2 separate regions of the Mus musculus genome follow, and region 1 is linked to region 2. A link is a contact called in public promoter capture Hi-C data. All regions are on one chromosome and are shown on one strand. Each heading gives the region's core, a stretch centred on a gene start, on an enhancer-like site or on the middle of the called end of the contact. The rest is flanking DNA. Distances are from core to core; before and after follow the strand shown. Region 1 holds the start of Bcat2 (branched chain aminotransferase 2, mitochondrial). Region 2 holds the start of Dhdh (dihydrodiol dehydrogenase (dimeric)).

Region 1 (4,365 bases), core at 592-3,091, 81 kb after region 2:
CCAAGGCAGAGGTGTGCGGCAATCGCTGATTGGTCGCGGCGGGGGCGTTTACTGTTGTGCGTTCCGCCCTGCAGTTTGAATCAGTAAGGGAGGAGGTCAGGTTTAGAAATGGAGAGTGGGAGGTGGGGGCGGGGTGAGCAATGTCTGCGGGGGAGCGTGTGTGGTGTGGTTTGGTTACTGTGCCCTGGGCAGTTTAAAGAACAGTGATCCGGTGTTGGGATTTGGGAGCAGTTGTGGCTGTAGAGCCTGAGAACATTCTGCAGAATTATAGAGACTCAGCAGAAGCTTCTTGTGTGTGTGTGTGTGTGTGTGTGTGTTCTGGCACCGATTGTCTAACTACCTCTGAAGCCTTAAAGGTGGAGAGCTAAGGATGAAGGGGTGTGGTTTGAAGCTGTAGGCTGATGTGAGGTCCTGTAATGATTTGAAGTATGAAATTTTTTTGAGCTTCTTAGGAAACTTGAAGGAGGCACAATGAACCATGGACCTGAGAACACATACACACCCCCCTCTGTGTGTGTACTCAAGCACTTATCTCAGAATTACAATGAACATGTTATCTCCTTGTGCAGAGTGAGGCGTCTTAGCTTCTAGCCATCATCTTTCTCCAAAGTCCTATTTCTTTTTGTCTCATTTGAGACAAGAGTTTAGCTTTCTCACTTAGGGTGCTTTTTTATTTGCAACAAACCTCCTGCCTCAGCTAGGCCTGGCTTAAAGTACACTTTCTCTGATCCACTGGCATTTACAGTGAACTGTTTCTTTTTTTTTTTTTTTTTTGGTTTTTTGAGACAGGGTTTCTCTGTGTAGCCCTGGCTGGCCTGGAACTCACTCTGTAGACAGAGTTGGCCTCGAACTCAAAATTCACCTGCCTCTGCCTCCCAAGTGCTAGGATTAAAGGCATGCGCCACCACACCCGGCTGCGCTGTTCCTTTTTATCAAAGCCGTCTGGCCCGCTTTGCCACTGATGATAGTTCCTGTGAATGTGCATTGTTGTTCTTGCTTTATTTTTAGAAAAGCGTTTTATAGCAAGCAGTGGTGGCACACCTTTAATTTCAGCTTTGGAGGCAGAGGCAGGAGGATCTCTGTAAGTCTGAGGACAACCTGGTTTACTTACCGAGCTAGTTCTAGGACAACCTGGGCTACACAGAGAAACACTGTCTCTAGATAGATAGATAGATAGATAGATAGATAGAAGAAAGAAAAAATGTTTTAAACTTTTTGTGTATGTGTATTGCCTGCACATATGTTAGTGTATCATGTGCATGCCGGTGCCTGTGGAACTCGGAAGAGGGCACAGAATCCCTTGGAACTGGAGTTACAGGCACTTATGAGCTATGTGGGTGCTAGGAACCAAGCCCGGTCCTCTCTAAGAGCAGCCCAGTACTTTTAACTGTTGCGCCCTCTTTCCAACCTCTTTTTTTTGTTTGTTTGTTTTTCGAGACAGGGTTTCTCTGTGTAGCCCTGGCTGTCCTGGAACTCACTTTGTAGACCAGGCTGGCCTCGAACTCAGAAATCCTCCTGCCTCTGCCTCGAGTGCTGGGAGGCAGTGTTTTAAGGCAGGGTCTTACCAGATAGCCCTGGCTGGCTTGGAACTAATTAGGTGGCTCAGAATGGTTTTGGACTCACAGAGATCCTTCCACCTGTCTCCCAAACGCTGAGCTTAAGACGTGTGCCACCATGCTCGGCGACATATACAAAATTTAGAGGTCTGGATCTGTTCCCAGGGGTTAGAGCGCTTCCCAAACATTCACGAGCCCACGGATTCCATACTCAGATGCCAAACAAAAGCCAAAGTAAATGCCTAGCTGGGAGTGAGTGTGGCTGTGGTAGAGCAGGGTAGGGTGGAGGCGAGGAGGGAGAGAGTGCGGCAGGTCGGGACCGTTCCCGCGCAGGATCTTCACAGCAGAGCCTGGGTCCCTGTGGTCCCAGAACTAAGGACGGCCTGGCAGAAGTGAGGCTCGACACAGCAGCCATCTGCGGGAGGGGGCGTGAGCAGGGCGGGGCCCGAATGCCTTTCACCAGGCCGCGCCCCAGGCGGGCACAGTCACCAGCCGCACACACCGGATCATGGCTGCAGCCACACTAGGACAGGTGGGTGCGTGGCCGGCCGGCGCTGGGGGCTCTGGGGGACCTGATGCGGGGGGGGCGCACTTCCGGGTGGACCACTGGCGCGCAGCCTTTCCGGCTTGGCGTCATTCCTCTGTGCCTCGGGTTCCGCTGCCCAGCACGGAGGCGGATGGACCCCCCCTTGGGAAGAAAGACGGGGCTATAACGGGCGGGCGGCAGAATGGGTAGACAGGAGTGGGGCGCGAGAGGTGCCTGAACCGGGAGCTCGGACGTGGGGAGCCATGGAGGAGGACTATAATGGGAGAAGTACAGGGTGGGGTGGATGCGGGGAAGTTGTGGCTGGGGCATGCAGCCTGTGTGTGTTAAGGACCAGTTGCTCTTGGGTTCCTTTAGACAAGGGGCCCAGGACCTCTTGGGACTTAGTGTATGGCTTGGCGCAGGGTCTTGGGTGGGAATTGAACCCAAGATCTTATTTCTTGGAACAAAAAGCACATGTCGATGTGTGCAGTGTCTGAGGCTCTCTGTACCTGGTTTTGTAATCCCAGTCAAGTTTCTGTCTGTCAAAATGATAAAAGATCCTCCAGACCAGAAGACTTCAGTCAGTGCTTACCGATGGTGTCAAGCGGTGTCATAGATGGAGAATCTATGATATTTCGTTTGTTTGTTTGTCTTTTCGAGGTAGGGTTTCACTGCATACTCCCAGCTGTCCCGTTGCTCTGTAGACCACCAGGTTGGCCTCGAACTCTGCCCGCCTCTGCCTTCTGAGTCCTAGAATTAAAGTCCTGGGCCACCACTGCTGAGCTTGAGAGTCTGTGATCTTAAGAGAACGTGATAAATAAGTGTGGAAACAGCTGGCCATAACCTTGGGGGAAAGCGTTTGCTGTTAGCTCCCACCTGCTTATCAGAAGTTCTCGCTCCAGGCTGGCGAATTCCTGAACAAACCTTTAAGTCCCCCAGTTCTTAGTGACAGACAGAAATGTTCTATGCAGATGGTCTTGGGATATGACGGGGACAAGAATCTAGGCTCTGACTGTGTGGTGGCCTTGGATGGATACAGCATTGCCATACTGGACCAATCTCTAATTCTAATGGGACAGAACTGGGTTCTGAAGACAGTTTTACCCTGTAATGGAGACACTTTGAACATGAGCCTGCTCAGAGCTATGAGTATCTAGTGGTGAGTGTCCACAAAGTGAAATTTTGGAGTATAGAGGAACCTGCTGGCTGGGGTTTGCAAGGACTGTCTTACAGGGACTAGCCTAGACTGGCATTGGGATACTCTGAGTCTGAAAGAAACAGCCCTTCAACTGGCCAAGGACAACCCTGGCTGTAGAGGGGAACATGTTTGGGATGGGGTCAGGAAACAGCCCTGAGCTGTGTTAGGACACTATGTTGCTCTATAAGGGACTGTCCTGAGGTGACTGGTTGTATCTGAGCCTTGGACTTCTACAAATCTGATGGAGAGTCTGTCCTATGATGAGGACAGCCTGGGGCTATGTGAGGAGATAGCATGGTGTAGGGACAGTTATCTGAGACAGGACAACACCTTACTATGATAATTATTTTGCTTACTTTTGGCGTGAGAGTGGAGCTTTGGCAAGAACACCTGATCTTTGATGGATACTGTGTTTCAGTTCTGGGCTGCTGGGATGTGAAAGGAGCATGGGCAAACCACAGGGAACCCTGCCCAGCACCCTCCCCTTTAATCTCTGAACTCTGCTTCCACTCTTTTCTACTTCCTGTAGCCCCCACCCCCAACCCCCATCTAGCTTCCTTCTTTAAGCTTAATTCTTATCCTATGGTATGGGGGAGGGGTGTTCTTTGAGCCAAGAGAAGACTACTGTTGGCCTTACAGAATTGCTCCAGGAAGACAAAGGTAGCACTTCCGAGGTTGCAAGAGCTCTGTGCCAGCTCAGACTCATCATCTCTTGACACAATGCCTTTTCTGTGCCTCAAGGCTGTGTGATGTTTCTCTCCCTCCATTCCCCTGGATCTCTCTCTCTCTCTCTCTCTCTTTCTCTTTTTTTGGTTTTTTGAGACGGGGTTTCTCTGTATAGCTCTGGCTGTCCTGGAACTCACTTTTGTAGACCAGGCTGGCCTCGAACTCAGAAATCCACCTGCCTCTGCCTCCCAAGTGCTGGGATTAAAGGTGTGCGCCATCACCACCCGGCTCCCCTGGATCTCTTTAGCTTGGGCTGGGCTTGAGCTTTTGATCCTCCTGCTTCACCCTCCCGAGTTCTGTGACGACGATGGGTTTGTGTTACCAAACCCAGTTTAGAGTTTCTTTGACTCTCTGCTTTT
Region 2 (3,972 bases), core at 639-3,138:
GGAGGAGAGAGGGATGGTCAGCAGCACGGCCAGCAAGAGGGCCTGGCCGCCAACGTTCAGAGGCAAGGCTGTGAATACAGTTCTAGGGTTCTCATTGAGGGGAGACTACCAAGCTTTTGTGTAGTGACAATTTGGAAATTTTGGTTTCTTTAAAAAAAAAACAGAAACATAAGAATATGTTTTCGTTTCAGTCCCAGCTGTGGGATATGGACTGTCCACAGCAGCTGACTATGATTTGCCTTGTGCCCTAGCAGAGGTGTGGTTTGGCCAGCTGCAGAGAGTTTCTGCGATTGTGTGACTTTTGGAATTCTGGCGACTTTTCAGAGGTCTATAAATGCTAGAGTCCCAGAGGTGGATTGTTGGTCAGGGCTTGTGAAGGAGTTATGTACAAAGAAGAAACAAGGAGAAATTAGATATTCTGACAGGGAAGATCAAACTTGCCCATAATCAGCAGTCTCCGATTAACATCCCCCCAAACTCCCTTTCTGACCCCTGGCTTTACTCAGGGGTCTCCTTTCTTCCCTCTCTTTTCTTCTTATGTAGTGTTAGGGGGTTGAAAGGGTGGAAGAACCCACAAAGTAGCAAAAGACAGTTACACTTTTGGGAGGCTGAGGCAGGAGGACAGCCAATTGGAGGCTATGTGTGAGGTCTATCTCAAAAGCCCAAGTGGCCAAGCATGCTTGCCTACACCTTTAATCCCAGTGCTTACAAACTGGAAGCCAAGGCAGGTGGATCTCTGAGAATCTGAAGCCAGCCTGGTCTACATAATAAAGTTTCAGGCCAGCCAGGGCTATACAGTGAGTGAGACCGTCTCTCAAAATAAAATAAAAGTGTGGGATTCAGCTCGGCGGAGCTTTTGCCTAATGTGTGAGAGGCCTTGGGTTCCATATCCAGTATCGCAAAATAAACAAGTAAATAAATTCTTACCAGATTTTCTAGCCTTGGGAGAAACTTAAAACTTAGCCTTGGCTAAGCACAGATTAATATTGTTCAGCCAGTCTCGGGTCACGTGTAAGCCTATTAACTGTCTCCTAACCAGGCCGAGCCTGAGCCTTTCCAAAGACCACCCCTGCAGCCCAGTGCATCTGTAGGCAAGAAGCAGTGCCTAGCTCTGCCCCCACCTCCCTGGTCCAGGCCACTCACCCACGTTTGGGTCCTTGGCCAGTTCCTCATAAGAGCCATAGGCCTTGGGGATGTTGAATTTCTGTGCGAACTCCTCGGCCCGGTTCAGGTCCCTCGCAGCTACCGCTACCACCTAGCGTGGGATTCAAAGGGTTGAGATGTGGAAGACAAAGTAGACGAGCTATGGAGGAGGCTGCAGTGGGGAGCATCTAGCCTCCTCCAAGATGGCTAGGGAAGGTATTACTGGTGGGGAGGGGAAGCAGATTGGGGGGGGGGGCAGACTTAGGCTGTGCTTGGTACATGGCAAGACTGAATAGAGAGGAAAGGGGAGTCTGTAAGCAAGCCCAGGATCCTCCCCGACTGCCCCATGGCTTCGCCTCCCAGCAGCTGATACCTACCCCCTGCAAACCGCGAGCCCCTCAGACTGGGGCGCATAGGAGGTGTGAGCTGAAAACAAATCTCTTATGGCCTTGGGGACCAGAAGGGTCCCCTTCTCTTCTCAGAGTCACTGCCTTAGACCTAGGGACTCTCCTCCCTCACACTCGGGGCTCCCTCGTTCCTCGGACTAGGGACTCTTTCTTAGACCCTCGGCTCCACTCCTCCCTCGGACCCAGTGTCTTCCAAGGGACGTGCACCTGGTGCTCCGAGGAAGGCAGTGAGCTCAGCACGGTGGTAAAGTCGTTGGCAATTAAGCCAGCCGACACGATGCCCCAGCGCAGCGCCATTTTGCACGTCTTCTGCCTGCGGGGGCCGGAGGCGGGGCCAACGCCACCCCGCGCTGCAAGCCGCCCGCTTCCCTTTGACCCTCAGGACACGACCTCAGGACGTGAAACCGCAATCTCTCCACCCGTCTCCTCCTTCCCCTCCTCCCTGCGCCCGCCCTTCTCCCTCCCTCCTTCTCCTTCTCCTTCTTCTCAGTGCCTAACTCTTGCCCAAGCTGGCCTGCAATTCACAATATATATATATAGCCAAGGCTGCTTGCTGACCATAAACTCAAGGCAATCCTCCTGCCTCAGCTCCTTGAGTGCAGCAATACAGGCATACACCACCGTGCCTGTCTTTCAAGTTGCCTTTTTACTTTTTATTTTGAGATGGGGATTTGCTATTGTTATCAATTAGTCTGTGGGGCCCGGGCGTGGTGGCGCACGCCTTTGATCCCAGCACTCTGGAGGCAGAAGCCGGCGAATTTCTGAGTTCGAGGCCAGCCTGGTCTACAGAGTGAGTTCCAGGACTGCCAGGGCTACACAGAGAAACCCTATCTCGAAAAAAAAGCCAATAAAATAAAATAAAATAAAATAGTCTGTGGTCTCAAGAAAATGACCACAGGATCCAAAGTATTTCTGACAAAGCAAACGTTTTACTTCTGGAGAGGACCCAAGTTCTGTCCACTTGGCAGCTCGAAACCATCTTCCAGGATATCCAGTGCCGCCTTCTGTCCTCTGAGGGCACCAGGCATGCACATGGTGGGCATGCATGCATACAGACAAAACTCTTCAACGCATAAAATAAATTAGGAAGGAAGGAAGGAAGAAAAAGAAAATATGGAGGAGGAGGATTCCTTGGAACCAGAGTTGCAGGTGGCTGTGAGCCGTTCATTATATAGATGCTGGGAAGAACAGTAGATGCTCTTAACCTGAGCCCTCTCTCCACCCCCCAGATTATGTCTTTACAAGTCTCTTTAATGATGGAACTTGATTTATCTCACTTGCCGTCGAGAGGGGAAAGAATGTGCACCTTACTGATAATAGCTCCTCTTCACTTACAGCCCAGTTTCATTCTCTCTCGTCTGATCCACTGAACACTGACTGACTGTGCCCAGGTGTTCACAAGTCTCCTATTTAGTAAGGCATAGGAGGCTAATCAGTTATTGTGCTTAACTGATTGAACTAAGTGGCGGCGAGGCAACAGGGACTTTCAGCACTGGAGCGAGGGAAGCCAGGGCTGAGGTCACCTTCTCCTCCCATCTTCACGTAAGCCTTTGCCAGGAAAGACCGTTCCCTGTCACAGGCGCCACAGGTACACGTGCTTAAGATAGCAATCCTCCTGCCTCAGCTTCCCAAGCAGCTCGTACGGACAGGCCTGGATCACAGGCCTCAGAGCTGGTCCTGTGTCCTGTGACCCCTGGAGTTAGGGACAGAGTTGTCTTCCATGTCCTTCTGTTTCTTCTTGGCTTAGCCCTGGACCTCTCTGGGGGTCACTTTTCTGTTCTGGAGACTGAAGTCCCCACAGTTTCTACTTAGAAGAAAGTCTTAAGAGGATTAACTGAGTTCTATGGCCTATTATGTAAATATACTCAACCGGTTGGCAAAGTCTACCTTCACCAAGACTCCAATTTCCCTTGCCTGTAAGACCTTGGTAGCTGGAGGCGGTGCCCAGATTGTAAAAACCCCAAAGAGATCACCAGGAATCACAACCTGCTGTAATTGCAGGGTCTTTATTCAAGTTTGAGCTTAGGTCCCCAACCTTCTTGATGGAACAGGAAAGAGTGAAGCCTCTAAGTGAAGGGGGGTTATAAAGGAAAAAACCCCACAAGCAGGGTTTTCAAGCCGTGGCATTACAGGAGAGGATAAAGGAATGCCGCCCTCAAACCTGTAACATTTCTTCAGACGGGGGTGGGGGGTAGGGGGGTGGGGGGGGATCAGAACGGCACAGCTGGAAAGGGACCTTTCTGACCTGGGAAAAGTAACTTGTGCTGTTAGAAGCTGGTGCAGTTTTACAGCTGGCCACAGCTGTCTGGGAACACTTAATTGTCTCTTTTTCATCATCAAAGAGTGGGCTATTATCATTGCAAGGGTATTGGCTTATTTTTTTTTCAAGGGCAGGAGCCATCTGCACTGGAGAAATGTTGGT

The links. Capture Hi-C pulls out chosen DNA fragments and counts their contacts.
Region 1: a contact with region 2 is called in a promoter capture Hi-C map of liver. The contact joins the promoter of Bcat2 here to the promoter of Dhdh in region 2. A contact is called at or near these places in 31 of 39 promoter capture datasets (the 3T3-L1 cell line, 3T3-L1-derived adipocytes, the C10 cell line and 19 more), 11 of 15 datasets of contacts at CTCF or cohesin (CD8 T cells, the NIH/3T3 cell line, embryonic stem cells and 5 more), 186 of 484 Hi-C or Micro-C datasets (the 3T3-L1 cell line, 3T3-L1-derived adipocytes, the 63-12 cell line and 103 more), 44 of 115 datasets of contacts at active chromatin or transcription factors (the 230-238 cell line, CD4 single positive thymocytes, CD8 T cells and 30 more) and 5 of 9 other capture datasets (adipose tissue, embryonic trunk, liver and 2 more).

The regions. Positions count from the first base shown.
Region 1 is chr7:45,568,312-45,572,676 of GRCm38.p6, forward strand. It overlaps Bcat2 (branched chain aminotransferase 2, mitochondrial), which reads left to right and starts at 1,842. Exons shown (of 11, transcript NM_009737.3): 1 at 1,842-2,088. The coding sequence starts at 2,065. 0610005C13Rik (RIKEN cDNA 0610005C13 gene) reads right to left here. Exons shown (of 5, transcript NR_038166.1): 4 at 2,675-2,881; 5 at 1-68.
Region 2 is chr7:45,486,917-45,490,888 of GRCm38.p6, forward strand. It overlaps Dhdh (dihydrodiol dehydrogenase (dimeric)), which reads right to left and starts at 1,889. Exons shown (of 7, transcript NM_027903.4): 1 at 1,758-1,889; 2 at 1,144-1,255. The coding sequence starts at 1,847. It also overlaps a transcript of Tulp2 not described here.